Linked DNA regions of Scylla paramamosain: region 1 is linked to region 2. The links are chromatin contacts, called in public Hi-C maps. All regions are on one chromosome and are shown on one strand. Each heading gives the region's core, a stretch centred on a gene start, on an enhancer-like site or on the middle of the called end of the contact. The rest is flanking DNA. Distances are from core to core; before and after follow the strand shown.

Region 1 (6,003 bases), core at 187-2,686, 82 kb after region 2:
CTACCCTGCGTTGTGGGGTGCTGACAGTTGCGGCCATGACGCCCTTTAAGTCTCGCACCGCATCATGCCTACGCCGTCCTGACATCCTACCACTTGATGACGTACACCAAAGCCAGACTGACGCCCACCATTAAGAAACTCCCCCTCCCTCAGTTTGCTCTCTCGCAAATCCCTTACAATTGTTTGAAATACTATTAATTTCTGACCGAACACTAACTGCAACCACGCCAAACGCTGACGCAGTTATCATGAAAGGCGAGGAGCAACAATTTGCAACACCTGTCCGCGGCGAGGCTGCCATAAATATCTCGTTAGGAAGGTGGAGCGAGCCCAAAAAGGTTACGCCAGGGCTATACGCCTGGCCGACATCACCACAGCCTTCTACTATACCTCAAACATTAGCACAGACCGACAATCATAGCATACATAGGGACAGGGAATGATAAATCTGGTCCTAACGTGGTCTGGCGTGGGAAGGGAAGGAAGCGAGGTCATTCAAAACTGGACACACACGGCATATTTTATCCTTTGTCACGTCCGCCAAACTACACAGACAAGCACGCCACTCTGCTGACATACAAACATTTCAGAGCCGCCTCCCGGAATGGCAAGACAGTATCAAGTTGTCAGGCTGTATGTGGTTTGCTGGTGACGGCAGTTTGAAAAGATTACTGCTGGTGTGGAGGAAGGAGCGTGGCCACAAGGACACCACTAACCTGTCTCATTGCAGTCTTCCCTCGCCCTTACAACTACTGACAGTACTACACACTTAGTGCCACTGCCTTCATGTAACAATTACCTGCATTAAACAACATGATACAAGTTGATTAACAGCACTTTAATACAAAAATGTAGAATTTCTCTTACCACACTGGTCCTGTCAGCGGCGCTCCCGGATCGATGCGCAGGAAGGCTGCGCACCCACACGCCTCTCGCTACATTTTAACTATAGGTGCTGCTATTTGAATTATATAACATTTTCCATTTCCCTCGTGGGAGCCACATCGAAACAAATTTAAGCATTGATACAGGTAATTTATCTAATTTGTCATATAACCATTTGAATACAATGAACAAAACTTCAACTTGTGATTTCGTCATTGCTACAGTGTTGCCAAATTTGATGGACGCATCGTGCAAGTTACTGAAAAATGTAGGATTCACCGTAATTTTCAAGGATTAATATTGATTCTATTTGAAAATAGTCAAAATAAATAAATTTTACAAACGACTTCGAAATCCCATGTAGTTTTATGTAATGCATCGTTGGGAAAATAAATGTTTACTGTTTTCTCATAGTTGTCATTCCAAAGATAAAATTATCCGTTAATTAGTCATCCATGAGAGGTTACACAAAACATCCTTTGTGGTGTTGTCGAGTCCTTTATGTAGCTTTCAATGTGGCACTTTTAGTAGACTTTCATTTGACCATCGTGACGTCACGAGACTTTGTTTACAGTGATAGGAAAAAGGAGGAGGAGGGGTTCTTTATACAATATTTATTCTCCGACTCACCTCTGAATCTAAGTTACTTATTTACCGTGTCCATAAACAGTTAATACACCATGTCGGTGGCGACAGCTGGCGGGTCACGAAGCTACAACTTCAAGATCGTGCTACTGGGGGAGGGTTGCGTGGGCAAGACCAGCCTGGTGCTCAGATACGTCGAGGACAAGTTCAATGATCGTCACATAACAACATTACAGGTGCTGATCAAATCCCACCTTATCATTTTATTTATGTTTGTTGTAATTTATTGAAAAGAATAACTTTGCAGGTGCTGGTACGGAAGCCATGCCATCACGTGACAAGTGCCTGGTTAGGTGGAGCTGACTGGTACCTTGGTAGGTGGAGCTGACTGGTGCCTTGGTAGGTGGAACTGACTGGTGCCTGGTTAGGTGGAGCTGACTGGTGCCTTGGTAGGTGGAGCTGACTGGTGCCTTGGTAGGTGGAGCTGACTGGTGCCTTGGTAGGTGGAGCTGACTGGTGGCTGGTTTGGTGGAACTGACTGGTGCCTTGGTAGGTGGAGCTGACTGGTGCCTTGGTAGGTGGAGCTGACTGGTGCCTGGTTAGGTGGAGGTAATTGGTGCCTTGGTAGGTGGAGCTGACTGGTGCCTGGTTAGGTGGAGCTGACTGGTGCCTTGGTAGGTGGAGCTGACTGGTGCCTGGTTAGGTGGAGCTGACTGGTGCCTTGGTAGGTGGAGCTGACTGGTGCCTGGTTAGGTGGAGCTGACTGGTGCCTTGGTAGGTGGAGCTGACTGGTGGCTGGTTTGGTGGAACTGACTGGTGCCTTGGTATGAATGTTCAGTTACTACACATAAACTGGATATTATGCTGGTATGTATATTGCTGTCTTGAGTGTGAAGAAGATTCATTTTATTAATATTTATCCTGTTTATTGTATAGGTTCCTTTCACTAACTTGTGTGACAGACAGTTTTTTAAATTTGAAAATATTAATTAGGATTTGGAAAAAAATAAAAATTTTAGGTGAAGGTAAATTTTTTATTTAAAGTTAATTGTCAAACAGAGCTCTTTTAAATACCTGAATATCTATTTCCTAGGAAAAATTCATGAGTTTGGCATTTTCAGAAAATTCATAAGTGGCATAAATTTAATAAACAAATCAGGTTTACAGTTTTTCATGAATAAAAACATTTTTTAGAAAAAAAGAATCAGCTCAAAGAAAGGTAGCTCATGCCTCTGCATGTAAGAAACCTTAGTCAACTCATGTTCTAGTTCACTTATGTTTTGTGTAGTAGTGGTCTAGGCTGCCCAAGAGTGCAAGGAAACACACTGTAGAAAGGCCACCATATATTAATAATAAAACTGTGGTAGTATAAGGGAGTGCTCAGCTGCATATCCAATCAGCCCGGAGGCTGAGAGGCCGGCCGCAGACTCTGGGTTCAAGGTGCCCAGGGGGCAGATGGTAGCATGGGGAACATATGAAACTGAAAAATACATACCTACTTGTATGTTGCTTGGCTACACCAACAAGGCATGGCCTGATGCCTAATAAAGTGATGCAGGGGACAAACCTCAACCAAAAAACCCAGAAGTCGTGCAGATGTGAAGATTGACGGTTGTGAAGTCCAAAAGTCACATAAGAACATAAGTCACAGGAACAGCAGCAAAGCAGATGATGTGGTAGCAAAATGGGAGCAAGAGCTGACAAGGGAAGGCAAGCAGGAGACAAAGCTTGACCAAAAATTCCAGAACATCTATTTTGTAGGGAAAATTTGATGAATTTTGCATTCTTCAAAAATTTCACAAACAAATCAGTTTTTACAATGTTTCTCATGATTTTTTAAATTTTTTTTTATTATTATTAATGGAAAATCCTTAGATATTCCCAGATTTATTGTAGATAATAGTGTTCTGATGAGTGAGGGAGTGAGTGTACAAATTGATTTCAGCCAGAAATTAAAGGCATTCTCCTTGCTCTTCCAAAGCACTTGGAATCTAGCCATAGGTCCACCCATTTGACTACTAATAAACAGGGCAGAAGTCAGGGTCTCCTGCTGCCAGGAAAAAAAACTTTTGGATAGTTCATTCATGATGCATAGCTCACAGAGACTGCTGCAGCCTTCTGCCCATTGCACTAGAATACATGGCATTTTGAAGTGAATAGGTAACCGCTTGTGATATTGTCAGTAAATTAAAGATCAACTCTTTTATTTATTTATTTATTTATTTATTTATTTATTTATTTATTTTATTTTTGGTGATTGAGTCAGAGGAGCAGGCAAAGAGAATGGTATTTCTGTATATTAATTGTTTTACTCAAAAAATGAAAGCACACTAATAAACACTGGACTGTTTAAGATATGTTGAATGAAAAGTATGCCTTGCTGTGATCAGTAGTGACTTCCTAAACATTTAGGATAGTATTATTTTTACTAATGTCATGCTTTTTAGGGCAGATTTTAACACCTAAGTATTTCTGTTCATTATACAAATCCCTTTCAATAATATGCATATATGATATACTTTCTGTTACTTGGAATAAAGAAGCATTGAAAAGCTTGCTATATACAACACCTGAGGCAGCTATCTAGGTCACAGGTGAGTCAGGTCTTGTGCTCACTCCTCAGATACAGTCATGTTAAGGACTCCTTCAGTCCCATGTGTTGCTTTCTCAGATGAGTCCTAATTTTGCATCTCTGCAAATACGAGTAATTCTGCAGAGTATTTTAGCCAATATATGTTACATATGTTGTTTATGAAGTCACACTGTATCATGGCATTTTACTGAAATATGATGATGTGTCGAAAGTCATGGCTAAAGACAAGGAGGCCATTCAGAGATCCTTGTCTGATCTGATAAAATGCCACATGCTGCTAGAAGGATTGATTGTTTTGTGCTCATTGGATATAAATATTGCTTCTGATTTTATGAAAAAGGAACTTAAACTACATGATTTTTTATTTATTTTGTTCATCTATCTATTTACTTATTCATTTTGTATATTTATTTATTGTTATTTTTGAATGACTTACATGCAGATAATTCTGCATGTATGTGATATTTCTGTAAAAAATATCTGCACATCAGCTGGCTTTCATGTGGAGGGTTTGCATCACTACCCATGAGTGGCTGTTTTCCTTGTGCTCACTTGTGTTCCTTTTCTGTCCCCTGAGAGATTTACACTCAGAAAAAGCAAAGTTTTTTTGCAAGTTTCTGAGGCTTCTTGGAAGATGTGCTGAACTGGACATGTTGGGAACAGCCTGATTTGGAGAAGATTGTGAGTGACTGAAGAAGATGCCATATGTCTGAAGATGAATATGAAGACAATAAAAGTTGGTGGTCCGGGTTGGTGGTCCTCCATTATCACTGTAGCAAATTGTTTCCAACTATCTTTCCAGTTGATGTTTTATTACATTGGTCTTCTACTACTTTGATACTAGAATAGAACAAGAAAAAAAAGATTTAAGCAATATTCACTTCAGTGTAAGAAGCAGTAAGTAGACATAAATCTATTATAAGACAGCTTTTCTATGATATTCATTACATGGTGCTGCATTGCTGTACATATGTACATTGATTTGGCTTTGATACTTTTAGTGGAAACTGAATGACTTTCCAAAGTTAGTACCTAGTACATTTCATTTTTGGTATAGGTTGGTCACTATTCATTAGCAAAATTGTATTGGCTGAATCCATAGGAATTATTATATATATTTAGGTATGTTTATATATGATTAGGAGAAAAACTCATGTTTAGTGTTAATTCACAAAACAAAACAAAACACTGAAAATGAAATGCTTTATTATATATTAGGTGAAAGTGTAGGAAATTGATAAAGACTGTGACTATTAAATAAAAATGTTTTAGTGTAGGATGAGAAGTGTTTAGTGAGCACAGACATCCTGAGAGGTGTCCCTGTTATATGATCAGAACAAATGGCCTATAACCCTTGCATACTTACAGCCATGATCTATAGTGAAACTGAAACTTGGAAACTGAACAAATCTGTGAAGAATAACATTGATTGCAGCTAAGCATTGGAGAGATCAGTCACCATTGCCATTGTTCTGTCAGCATCTTGAATGACAGGTTTGATGTTTACATGGGTCAGCTTTTGCAACCTAATGGCAGCTTATCAAACTTGTTTGTCAGTTCCTTTGCCTTGTAGACTCTTCTTCATGATTTTACCCAATGTCTACATTGATTCATTCACTGGCAACTCTGTCTTTCACCATAAAACAGCATTTCTTAACCTGGGGTTCTAGCACCCTCAAGATGTGCTGAAATAAATTTTAGGGATGTTGGGAAATGCTACACACATGGTGGTGCAGTGTCAGTGTTCCTCACAAGGGATGCATAAGTGTTAAAGGGATACATTTGACAATTTTGTTTCACACAGTGTTAATGCATTTTAGCGTGGTGATGTAAAGCACAAAATTTGTACAAACATTCCACATTTTAGTAGGAAGTCTGCATCACTAAGCATTGTGATACAAGGTTACAGGGATGCTGATGTCAGAAAAGATTAAGAAACA
Region 2 (6,743 bases), core at 438-2,937:
TCTGCTCTTAATCCTCCTAGCTCTTTGCTTATCCTAATTAATCTTTGTTACTATAAAAATATTTTTCCAAAACCCTTTCAGCTCCACTAGATACTGTCTTACCATTATGATATTCATAAATATTTCTAAGGTGTGTACATTAATAAACTTTAAACTTACTCATTGAAAGGTGTAACAAACTCTATAATGTAAACTTGTACGACCATTCTTCACAGAAAATGTGGTCACAAAAATTACATTCAATAAATAATAAACAGAATTCACAATTATCTCTCTCCTCATACTCACCTATGCTTCTTCTTTATCTTTTCCTTCAATGGTTTATCTGGATTGTCTAAGTTCTTTTTTATTTTCTTACTCTTGAATTTTGTGAGGGATTTTGTACCAGGCCCAGCCCTTGCATCAACAACCTGTTAAAATATAACAATGTTAACATGAGGACAATTATAATTTCAGTCTCCTAACTTTATATACCTTTTATATTATTTTCTTCTAAGAAGATATATGTTGTCCATTAATAAAATATGGAACCAATGCATACTAAATTAATTATACTTACATGGTGCCAGTTGCGATCAGTTCCCTTGGGCAGCTTCTTCCAACGCTTCACTAAGAGGACACAGGCATTGCATATCTCCCCAGATCTCCGCTCCTTCAAGTTGAAGCAGTCCACAAAGTCATCTTCATACTTCTTTGAGTCTGTGAAGCGTGAGCTGGGGAGATAAAAAAAGCAGAAAATAAATAATCTGTGATCTTTGTGGAAATAAACCAATTATTCTTCTGTGCTTAATTATACCCTCATCTCCTATCCATATTTTTCTTCAATAACTATTACATATTACAGTGATTTTAATACCTAACATATATATTTGATCATTATCATTACCCAAATATTTGTGAAGATGTAAGACTACCTCCTTCCTTCATAAATCATCATATTATGCAATACACACATATAAAGATGCTGTATTTCCTTATCTTTGTTTGAGGATTTAATACAGGCTCTCTAACATTTCTGAATAAATTCTATATCACATCTTGATATAAGAATTATACTCAAAATGATTATGTCAAATTGGCTTTAATAATGTCTGCAAGTCAAATGGCTCAAATGCCCTAGTCTAATTTTGTTGTTCATACACCCCTCTTTTGTAGTTTTCTGGTAAACATGTGTTTGTGCAATATGAAACAGAGGTGAGTGAATAAACTGAGTGTTGCAGTAACTATCCATGCTATGGATGCCATTTATGTATCCCACTAAAATTACTGTTGAGGTGACTAACAAGGCAACATTCTTCATGGCTCCACTGCATATCCTTATAAATTATTTTCTTCTGAAAACTGGCTACTACATCGAACTGCATTCAATTAATCTACTGGTCACTTAATTCCTTTTTTTTCTTACTCCCTCCATTCTTAACTCACAACACATATACAGTTTAGTAATAGTGTTCACTTATATCCTCATCTTAAAAGGTTTACCTTGCTCTACATTCCATAATAATTAATTAATTAATAAAACACAAGTATAATCAACATCAATGCTTCCAAACCTCAGGAAAGATAATAATGCCAAGTACATATGTCCTACATAATCCAATAGGTGTGCAAGTATGCTACACTGTGCACCATCCTAACAGGGCTTGTTCTATCATCTCCTACATAATCCAATAGGTGTGCAAGTATGCTACACTGTGCACCATCCTAACAGGGCTTGTTCTATCACCCAGGTAAACTTGTACAGTTACTTTTCTATACATATTCATACTCTTCCACAAAAATAAAAAGTTATTAAAAGATCACAATATTAATTAGTCTAATTCTACATATAATACAAATATCTGAGTCCAGTATCCTATATAAAGAATCTTGAGAAACATGATTTAAGCAAACAGAAATTACAAGCTATTAAATATCATACTATGTAGGAATGACTAAGCAACAATGTGTGTGTATGTGCTCTCATTACCAATAAGATACAGGGAAAAGTTTGTGCTGATTTAATTCTAAAAGTACATGACTTGGTTTTAAGGGTATGAAAGATTCTTACTCTTAAGGCCATGTCATCATTATATTCTTGTGATATATTTGTCTTGATGGAAATGTTTTTCTCACAATTGGAAGAAATTCCGTCATGCTTGCTTACATACCAGTACCTATGTTATTATCACACCATCCAATACAGCACAGCCACGCTATGAAAGACATTTATACGAGTACCTCCTCCTCACACCCTTGCTGCATTACCCTTCTAACTACACCTTCCTCCATCACACTTGGATATAATTTCTAACACACACACACACACACACACACACACACATATTACTAAGCACTGTTTATTAATTAGTAATACTATAAGATACTATGTTTTCATGAAAGTATGTTTTAGTAAAGACAAAAAATTTAAATCTCTGAATAATCTCAGTAACTGGATATGTAGGGTTGGAGCCTCCATGCAAATGATCCAATATAGTAATGCACTACTAATCCTTAGTAGGTTCTGTATAAACATAACCATAATCAAGCTATAATGGTGGAAGCTTCAGATATTCCAACTTTGGTAATCATATTCTCATTCTTAACTTGGTATCATCTTATTTATTCTCTGTACAGTCTTTAATTTATGAACTTATTTCTTTAGGATCAGTTACCACAACAATATGGGTGTGTGCAAGTTTTCAGTTTCTATTAACAACTGACAGAACATCTGAAGATTATAGCAATAGCAATTTGTCACCTGAGGGTGCAAATGTCTTGCACAAACAGTGCCACCCAGTTTTGGCATAAATTAGTTTCCAAGTGTTTAAAACAATGGAAAATAATAATAGAGTATTAAAATAGTCAATGAAATGTAGTTAAGTGGCTCCCACCCTCTAACTTTCATGTTGCCTACACTACCCAGTAAGGTATGAATCAGTGAGCCATGATTTTCATTAATTTTGTCTGTAATGATGAACAAGTGCCACTACAGATTTTAATATATTTTTTTTTAATTATTAAACTTGATTAGTGTCTTCAAGAAAAAATAAGTGAGGAAAGGTGTGGGACACTACAATTTATCTTTAGCTTCTGGGAGTTGTGAAGGTCATAACTGCTCTTCCCGACCAAAGACGGGATGCAACAGACAACAGTAGAATACAGTATCGAAAAATCATCATCAATCAAAAGACAGCTTCTTTGTTCATCAATGCAATATGATCAGTCGTGACTGATTCTTAAAAAAATAAGTTCACTTTCACGACCTATCTATATAGGTACTGAGTGAAGGACCAACATATGCATGGAAATAGAAAACATGAATTTAACAAGCGAAAATCTCTGAATATAATATAAACTTATCAAACACCATTCTGATCTTACTTATGGGTTTCATTTGGTTCTGGTTTGTACTACTGCATACCTACTTATCACCCTAATATTTGTAAACTAATGTCCTATGCATTTGCTTTCATTCAGCTGGCTACCATGGAGACAAGCTTATACATTTTACCAGAAGTAGCAGCAGCATTTCAACAATAGCTCCAGATAATGAACCAAGCATGAGGTGTGTTTGTTATATGTATGGTTTTCTTGTTTGATGCCATTTCATTGTCATTTAACAATATTCGATACAAATTTAACAGAGACCTGGGTCTCTGTTAAATTTGGCCTTCCAAATGAAACCTCATGCATGGGCAATATGGCTCAAACCAAAATCTATGAAAATCTTTTCATATACAAACCTTGTAAATAAAGTACGATATAGTTCTCCATAAAAAAAACCCCAAGCTGCCATGACTTTCCAATGTATTATTAGTCATATTTTTCCAAAGATCTGCTACTTTTAAGATTATGTTCAATAATCACTGTTCTTCAGTTTTAGTTCATATATATGTACATTTCCAGTGCTAGCCAGACAATGTATCATTTAATTTCAATGAATTGGAAAGACCTGCTTCACAGTAACAGTTAAGAATGCCAAGCACAATAGCACAGCATCACAAGACTGAGTCTAGCATTCTGCAACAGTAACACAAATCTTGTGATACAGTGGTTCAAAAGTGGAGGCAAAGCATCCACTTAAGCCTGCTAGTGAATACAAATTATACAACTATAGTGAATCCAGACTAACTTGGTACTCAGGGTATTGGCTATACTTGTCCATACTGTTGCCACCTCAACCCCAGAGTGATCTGACCTGACCTGAGCCACCAAGGGATTCATGTATCAAGGACACATGGGTAGCAGCATTGCATGGCTTACAAATGATGCCAAGTGTACCAGAAGATATAAAGCACCATTGTTCAATAATCAAATCAAAAGCCATTCATTGGAATAATTAAGGCAAAGGGTTACAATGTGAATACGAGAAGGATAGTGTCATGTGCCTGTTGACTGTGGATGTGACAGCAATGCAAGGCAGGAACAGCCAACACCAGGAGTACCGAGTTGGGATTGATACACTATAGTACAATTTATTTTGCCAGACCTAAACCGAGCAAACTGCATAACTACAAATAAGTTATGAAACTGAGGACTGATCATTACTATTGTATGTTAAGAACTGGTATTTCAATGTTTTAAGTAACTGCTTTTGCAATAAACTGTATTTCAGAAACAACAGGCAGTAGATTGCACTTATGTAGTTTACTTAGTTCAGGTCTGGAGTAATTAAATACAATACTGTAATACTTTTATTATTATTATTTTATTTTGCTATACAGGTAAGCAGGGCAAATCTTGAGATGCCAGCATGGATGTTTTGAAATTTTTTGAAATACCTGTCATGGTTTCATACATTATTATACCTTGGAATGATAACCAAACCTCTTCTTTTAATAAAGTACAAAACCAAATTTATAAGATCAAGTGACCAAGCATCTTTGTCAATAGATTACATTCCAAAATTTAATGCAAAATTACTCACTTTACCAATGTTAATCGACAATTCAAAGCTGTTTAATCCAGGGGCTATAAGAAGCTAATTAGCTGTTAATTATACATAAACCTGGTTTAACAAAGTCATTGCACACACTGCTGTACAGCTTGTGCTGACTTGGTTAGAAGTGTGCTTCAGTAATGGGTCATCCCCATGTTTATACAAAATGGTATCAAAACATTCCAAGACTAGTTCCACAGCAAAGTATGTACACTGAACTTTTGCAGTATGCTAATATGTGTGCTAGAAGTAATGGTCATGAAGCTGTTGGATGATTGACATTGTTCTGCAAACTTTATGAGCTGTGATATGGGAGTTTTTGTAACCACATACACAGGTACATATATGAACTGGAAACTACAACACAGTGAATATCAAATTCTGTCAAATTTGGCAAATATGCAATGCAGACCCTGGACATGATTCAGCATATATAAAGCAATGAAGCATGGAGTTGTAGCACAAAGTGTTTTGAAAGCCAAGTATACTTCAAGAGCACATCAGACAATAAAAAATCAAAATGACTTCCTATGTATTTAACTCCACAAAATATGGCAACAATTTGTTAATTTATTCATAAGGATCATCAGGCATCAATTAGGGATGTTCCTGTCACTATTGGTTTGTCATAAAATTGTACGGGCAGTTCATTTGAGTTAATCACACACTGCATTGCTGCAAAGCTGAAGGCTGGGCAGGTCTATAATGTGACCAAGAGCATGCTTTTTATTTTCTTTAAATTTTATGAGTTTCTTCACTCCAAACTTGTCCTCAGTGGACAGACCATCAGTTCTGATGCAATGTTTGAGGTGTCTGAGGGGAGACATTCAACAAGAGTGGCCTGAAATGTGATGTGGCATAAAGCCTACTGGATGCTCCATGAAGACAATGCAACTGAGCTACTGCTAAGTGTGAGTTCCTCTGCTGCTGCTTCATGATCACCTTTCTTCATCTATCTTACTGAATTTTGGCTCCCAGTGACTTCTTCCTCAAAGATGAAGCTGCATTTGTAAAGGGGTGTCATTTTTGATGAGGTGATTCAGCATACATCTCAGACATCCAAATTTATATAAAATACTTTCTTGTATTTATAAGGGCTCTTGGAAGTTTCTGACATTACCTCATATCATATTTATGATGCTGTTTGCCCGTGATCATAAAGATAAAAAGCTTACATTGAAAATTTTCATTCTATTTACAGAATTTTGGAATAATCTTCGCAAAGGAATAAATTATGGTTCTAACCAGTTAGGTATAAATCTTTGTAAACTGAGTAGTGAGTAACTTCTTACGTTTAACACATTAACCAGACTGGTAGAGATGTAAACCTGCAATGACATGCGGTCATTTAGGACCAAACAAGTTTGGTATCCTTCATCAGATAAAGCAAAGTATCTACACTTTAATGTTTTTTTTTTTTTTTTTGATGGGCATGACTTTTACTGTATGCAGCAAACTTTTGCTAATTCAACAGTCACACAAAATTTTGCATAATACATTTTTTCCAGACGAAATAATAAACATTAAATACTGAAGACTTGCTTTTCTTAAATTAAATGCCTGTCCTTTTCTTTATTTTGTCCCAGCCATCATTACTATAGCAGTCATTCAGACATGTTGCTAAAGCCACCTAGAAAGACAGAAGAGATGAAAACCACAACACAATTTAAGATTGGCATGTCGGATCTCAGCAACAATTTTATTCATAAACATTATTTTTAGAAACTATAAGGATGTAGGCTGTAACAAATAGGTAATCTCTCTAAATGTCTTTCATTTATTAGTTCATAAGTTTAATTGCGATAACATTTATTTAGCTAAT

What was found. Hi-C and Micro-C count contacts between places; a contact is called where the count stands out from the background.
Region 1: a contact with region 2 is called in a Hi-C map of testis, with 3 times the contacts expected there. The contact joins the promoter of LOC135102074 here to the enhancer-like site in region 2. A contact is called at or near these places in 2 of 2 Hi-C or Micro-C datasets (muscle and testis).

Annotation. Positions count from the first base shown.
Region 1 is chr1:25,336,062-25,342,064 of ASM3559412v1, forward strand. LOC135102074 (ras-related protein Rab-21-like) reads left to right here and starts at 1,437. Exons shown (of 4, transcript XM_064006774.1): 1 at 1,437-1,706. The coding sequence starts at 1,566. LOC135102059 (SIN3-HDAC complex-associated factor-like) reads right to left here and starts at 924. Exons shown (of 7, transcript XM_064006749.1): 1 at 868-924.
Region 2 is chr1:25,253,839-25,260,581 of ASM3559412v1, forward strand. It overlaps LOC135102059 (SIN3-HDAC complex-associated factor-like), which reads right to left. Exons shown (of 7, transcript XM_064006749.1): 4 at 560-713; 5 at 289-410. Among protein-coding and RNA genes, the nearest start is that of LOC135102050, 12 kb to the left of the region's middle. Within about 2 kb of position 1,688, the one cell type or tissue checked has an H3K27ac peak away from gene starts, as active enhancers do.